Linked DNA regions of Mus musculus: region 1 is linked to region 2. Evidence: chromatin contacts called from public HiChIP or PLAC-seq data. All regions are on one chromosome and are shown on one strand. Each heading gives the region's core, a stretch centred on a gene start, on an enhancer-like site or on the middle of the called end of the contact. The rest is flanking DNA. Distances are from core to core; before and after follow the strand shown. Region 1 holds the start of Helq (helicase, POLQ-like). Region 2 overlaps Hpse (heparanase).

Region 1 (2,700 bases), core at 82-2,581, 100 kb before region 2:
TAGTCAATAAAAGATAACCATTATTTTGTCCTATAATTGAATTCCAAATATTAAAAATTAGGCTGAATTTGGAAATGAATTAGTAATATGGGGGGAGGGGGACCTGGGGCTGGATAGGTGTCAGTGGTTAAAAGTACTCCCTAATGTTACTAAGTACAGGGTTTGAATCCCAGCACCCACACCCAGTGGCTCACGACCACCTCGTTCCAGCTCCAGGAGAATCCAATGCCCTCTTCTGGCTTCCACAACTCCCCTCCCCCACATACATACAAATAATAAAATAATGTCTTCTTTAAAAAAAGAAAACGAAATCTTACCAGGTCCTCATTGCTGGTTACCTGTTCAAACTGTGAAAAACATCGTCTCCAAATCACAGAAACTAAAGAGAAAATGGCGACAACACAATTGTTTTCATTCGCTGCATATCTAACCAAGATTTACGTTTTTAAAGATGCTAGATAATCAAAGGGCACAATATCAAACATTCTTTTCAATGATTAGTTAGCAACCTGTTAGATTTGGGACATAATAGGACTCAAAATGAGCGGTTCCAAAGGCTTTGGATAAAGGACATATATACTTCCTCTCCTATAAATTCTTTCTCATTTCTACAGTTACGGATTGAAATTCAAATATGTACAGAAACAACAGAATGGTACTGTCATTCCAAAGGAGAAATAAAAAGATTCAAGACATTGACAAAGAAGCATAAAACAAACAAACAAAAAAAGAGTTGACTACACCTTGGAGACAGGAGCCTAGATAGCATAACTGTTTCCTGAGAGGCTTCGTCCAAGCAGCGGATGGAAACAGATGCAAGAGAACCACAGCCAACAAGTGTCCAGAAAGTCTTATTGAGGAGTCGGGGCGATAGGTTTTTGTAAAGTGAATAAGTAACGGGGTAAAGTGGTTGACTACACCTCAAAGTCCTCTTCAGCTCTAGGAAACTAGTCTACGATGACTCGAGCCTCCCACTTATCTCAAACCTAGTTCTATTGAAATAGTCATTTTGCTAACGGCGAGGACCCCACCGACAATCAGCGGCTATAATGCTATGCCGGACGTTTTACCTGCTTGAGTTCCGCGATCCGTGAAGCAGCCAGCCGCGGTTGTCAAATTCTTCCTCCCTATACCACTGCACAGAGCAACCAGAGCGGCCATGGTTCTCCGCCCTTCCTCTTCCTTTCTATTTCCCTAAGCGCCCCGACAGGTCCTTTCTGGTGCTCTTCCCCTGTCTGCCCGGGATTCGACGCAAAGGTTCCGGCGCGAACGCGGCCCGGGTTTCAATGCACTGCACCTTTATCTTCCCGCGCTTCCCGGGCCGGAAGTCACGTGACCCGGGGCTGCGCTGCTGAGGGATGGAAAGCTGATGCTGGGTCACCTGCTGTCTCCAGAACGGCGCCACCGGCTCCGGGCTGCACCCAGGGCGGCTGTCGCAGGGACTCTGGGCCGTTGTCATGGAGGACGGCTGTCCCCGCATCCGCCGGCGGGTGTCTGTCCGCAAAAGGAACCGCGGCAACCTGGAGAACCTCCGTGCCTCCCCGACCCCGGCCGAGCTCCAGCCTGCCGAGGACACGGAGGACGAAGCTGCAGCCGGGAGCCGCCGCCGGAAAACCGGGAGCCCGGAGCACGCCCAGGTACAGCCCTGCTGAGTCCCCGCATCCCCGTTGACTCGCCCGGTCCTGTCATCCCAGGGGCTGCGGTGGCAACCGCGTGTCCCGCCCCGGGCACGGCTGCGCGGGAGGTGAAACCGCCTTCTTCCCAGGTGCACATCATGAGTAGCCTTAGCTCGCTCTCTCACCTTTGTTATCCTTTTATCTCCATCACTTGGGAGACACTGCTTAAACCCCCGACTTCTAGGTAGATGTCAAACCTACATGCTCCTTCCATCCCCTGTCATAAAAAGTATTCACGGGGCAATTAACTGGCTTGACAGAGAGAAAGCTAGCCTTCCAAATGGCTCGGCTCTACTTTACTGATAAAACATTTTTATTGATGACCCATTAATTGCTAGTTACGTTATTAAACTAGCCATATTATGTAGACTTTTACAACGGTAAGTGAGTCCAGGGAAGTTGAGAGACTAAAGTTGTGACTCAATAAATAATTATCACCTCCCAGTTTACATCTCTGTTCTGTAAGCCACCATACATGAGTGTGCACATGACTGTCTCAATTCCAAGTTCAGAACAGAATTTCATTGTAGTGTCTAGTGGAACATTGTAGTGTCTAATGGCACAATCATGATTTTGTAGCAGACCAGCTTCTACGTTAGTGCCTGGGCCGGAATTACCACAGTTATCAGAAGCATCTATTGAATCTTGGAGAGAGTTACTGTTCTTTCATTCTTAAGTGCTTTAGCATAGGTTTAAGAATTAAAATGCCAAAGACTGGGCGGTTAGGTTCAGCAGCGGAGCCTGGGGCAGGCCCTGGGCTCACATGGCAGCACCAGAATAAATAATTTAGAATTCCAGTATCACCCCTTGGGGGATGTATCTGAGTTGACAGAATGTTTGCTTAGAATGCCCAACACCCTGGGTTTGATCCCAACACCTCCTAAAACCAGGCATGGTGAGGCATTCAGGAAACAGGCAGGAGGATCAGGAGTGTGTAGCCTCAGTAAGGTGAGATCCTGTTCTGACTTTTAAAAAAATGTTTCTTAGCATCCTGATATCCCATAATAAGCCAGCAGTACTGTTT
Region 2 (2,700 bases), core at 102-2,601:
GGGGTTGCTGGGAATTGAACTCAGGACCTCTGTTTGCTTGGGCCTCACTCGCTCCAGCCCAAAGATTTATTTATTATTATATGTAAGTACACTGTAGCTGTCTTCAGACACACCAGAAGAGGGAGTCAGATTTCATTATGGATGGTTGTGAGCCACCATGTGGTTTCTGGGACTTGAACTCAGAACCTTTGGAAGAGCAGTCAGTGCTCTTAACTGCTGAGCCATCTCACCGGCCACTTTCCTTACTTTTGATTCTAGGTTTTGTAATTTGAGAAATGCTTGTTGCTGTATGTTTGTGTTTAAAGAAAGACATTCAGGTAAGAGGTGAGTGTGAGACTTGCTGTCTTTCAGAGCCCAACAGTTTCTGGAAGAAAGCTCACATTCTCATCGATGGGTTGCAGTTAGGAGAAGACTTTGTGGAGTTGCATAAACTTCTACAAAGGTCAGCTTTCCAAAATGCAAAACTCTATGGTCCTGACATCGGTCAGCCTCGAGGGAAGACAGTTAAACTGCTGAGGAGGTAGGAACTGGGAATGTACAACTTTCTCTCTCTCTTTCCTTCTCTCTTCCTTCTTTCCTTCCTTCCTTCCTTCCTTCCTTCCTTCCTTCCTTCCTTCCTTCCTCCCTCCCTCCCTCCCTCCCTCCCTCCCTCCCTCTCTCTCTCTCTTTCTCCTTCCTTCTTTCTTTCTTTCTTTCTTTCTTTCTTTCTTTCTTTCTTTCTTTCTTTCTTTCTCTCTTCTCTCTCTCTCTCTCTCTCTCTCTCTCTCTCTTTCCTTCTCTCTCTTCTCCTCCTCCTTTCTCCTCCTCTTCTCCTCTTCTTCCTCTTCCTCCTCTTCCCCTTCCTCTTTTCCTTCCTCCTCCTCCCCTCCACTTCCTCCTTCTTTCTCTCCTCCTGCTTTCTTGGTTTTTCAAGACAGGGTTTCTCTGTTTAGCATCAGCTGTCCCGGAACAGGTTATATAGACCAGGGTGGCTTAGAACTCAGAGATTTACCTCTACCATCTGGATTCTGGGATTAAAGGTATATGTCACCACCACCTGGAGCCTTCTTACTTTTTTAATGCTTAAAAAAAATGTGTACTTAAAATTACCCACTGAACTGAGTTTAGATGGTCCTAATTTTGCTGACAACAACCAACGCATTGTATGAAGAGGCAGTCGAGCATGTGCCTTCTGTCAGGCTTAAGTAGGAGATTGCTGTGGGCCATATCGATGTCCAAGAGTTTCCTCTCAGCCTGTTTGATTTGACTCTTGCTGGTCTTGACATAAACAATGAGCTGGAGCGTGTTGATGAATTCTGTCTTCTCCATGAATGACTCAGAGGTCAGGGGAACCAGATGAGGGCAGAGGGATCAAGCTTGTTCCTCCTGGAGATGCTATCACTGAGGTATACAGACTGCCTCTGGAGCTTCGGGGTCTTGGGCAGTGGAAGGGGGGAGATGTGCAGCTCTTCTTTCAGTGGCCTTGGTTTTCAGTGGCCTTGGCTTTAGCTTCAGCTCTGAGCGGGACGGGGGTTTCCTTCTTAGCTTTTGCTGCTCTCTCAGCAAGAAAGCAGAACCACTTTTCTCCCATGGAGAAGCCCCAATAGTCCACACACTAGCAAACAGTTTGCTGCTTAATTATATGGGTTATCAAAAGAGGAACCATTGGCTTAAAATTCCAAGGAATCTGGAGCAAATGTCAAGTAGGATTAGGATGTTTGTGTTGCCTGAGGCTCACGGCATAATCAGCCATCTTCAGGGAAAACGCTATTCTGAAGCACGCGTTCGTTTGAGGGAACGTGACCTCACCACGGAACGTTTCTTCTAGTTTCCTGAAGGCTGGCGGAGAAGTGATCGACTCTCTTACATGGCATCAGTAAGTACTCACACTACAATATCCCGTTATTAATGTCAGTTTGTTTAATGCCCACCCCACCCCCATGCCTCAGTGATGTAATTATAGTTACATTACAAATGGGCTGGAGAGCTGGCTCAGCAGTTAGGAGCACCACTTGCTGTTCTTACAGAGGACTTGGCTTTGGGTCCTGGCTCACAACCATCTGTGTCTCCATTTCCAGGAGATCACTTTTCTGGCCTCCAAGGGCATTACACACACGTGTGCATATAACTCATACAGGCACACATTTACACACACACACACACAAATATAAGTTGGGTGTGGTGGTGTACATCTTTAATCTTTGCACTCAGGAGATCTCTGTGAGTTCAAGCCCAGCCTGGTCTACATATTGAGTTCCAGGCCAACCAAGGCTACAGGGTGAGAGACTGTGTCTCTAAATAAACAAACAATTAGCATCTCTCGCTCTCTTTTTAAATAAGGATTCTTTTTCTGATGTTGGTTTGGATTCTTGTTTTGATTTTTTGAGATAAAGACTCTGTGCAGTCCCCCCTCCTTTCTTTTTGGTTTTTTGAGACAGGGTTTCTGTGTGTAGCCCTGGCTGGCCTGGAACTTGTTCTGTAGCCCAGGCTGGCCTCAGACTCAGAGATCCACCTGCCTCTGCCTCCCGCGTGCTGGGATTAAAGGCGTGCGCCACCACCTCCTGCCAAAAGAATAAGAATTCTTAATGCTGAAAAGCTAATTCCAGTTATAGTTATTGTTATTTTTGCCTGGCTGCTGATTGACTTTTAAAAGTTCAAGTAATAAACAGGCAGCATTTCGAATGTCATTATGCAAAAAAATAATATTAATAAAACAAATGT

What was found. HiChIP or PLAC-seq counts read pairs in DNA pulled down with a chosen protein or histone mark.
Region 1: an H3K4me3 HiChIP or PLAC-seq map of bone marrow-derived macrophages shows a contact between it and region 2, with 2.1 times the contacts expected there. The contact joins the promoter of Helq here to the enhancer-like site in region 2. A contact is called at or near these places in 5 of 39 promoter capture datasets (the C10 cell line, the HPC-7 cell line, hematopoietic stem and progenitor cells and 2 more), 1 of 15 datasets of contacts at CTCF or cohesin (large pre-B cells), 19 of 484 Hi-C or Micro-C datasets (the 3T3-L1 cell line, B cells, the C2C12 cell line and 16 more), 11 of 115 datasets of contacts at active chromatin or transcription factors (the 230-238 cell line, the HPC-7 cell line, the SCID.adh cell line and 6 more) and 5 of 9 other capture datasets (adipose tissue, bone marrow-derived macrophages, liver and 2 more).

Annotation. Positions count from the first base shown.
Region 1 is chr5:100,797,231-100,799,930 of GRCm38.p6, reverse strand. It overlaps Helq (helicase, POLQ-like), which reads left to right and starts at 1,331. Exons shown (of 18, transcript NM_001081107.1): 1 at 1,331-1,637. The coding sequence starts at 1,458. It overlaps Mrps18c (mitochondrial ribosomal protein S18C), which reads right to left and starts at 1,172. Exons shown (of 6, transcript NM_026826.1): 1 at 1,071-1,172; 2 at 318-379. The coding sequence starts at 1,161.
Region 2 is chr5:100,693,307-100,696,006 of GRCm38.p6, reverse strand. It overlaps Hpse (heparanase), which reads left to right. Exons shown (of 12, transcript NM_152803.5): 5 at 352-520; 6 at 1,808-1,855. Among named protein-coding and RNA genes, the nearest start is that of Coq2, 20 kb to the right of the region's middle. Within about 2 kb of position 1,351, at least 4 of the 459 cell types and tissues checked have an H3K27ac peak or open chromatin away from gene starts, as enhancers often do. A contact at or near this core is called in bone marrow-derived macrophages, where this site is marked.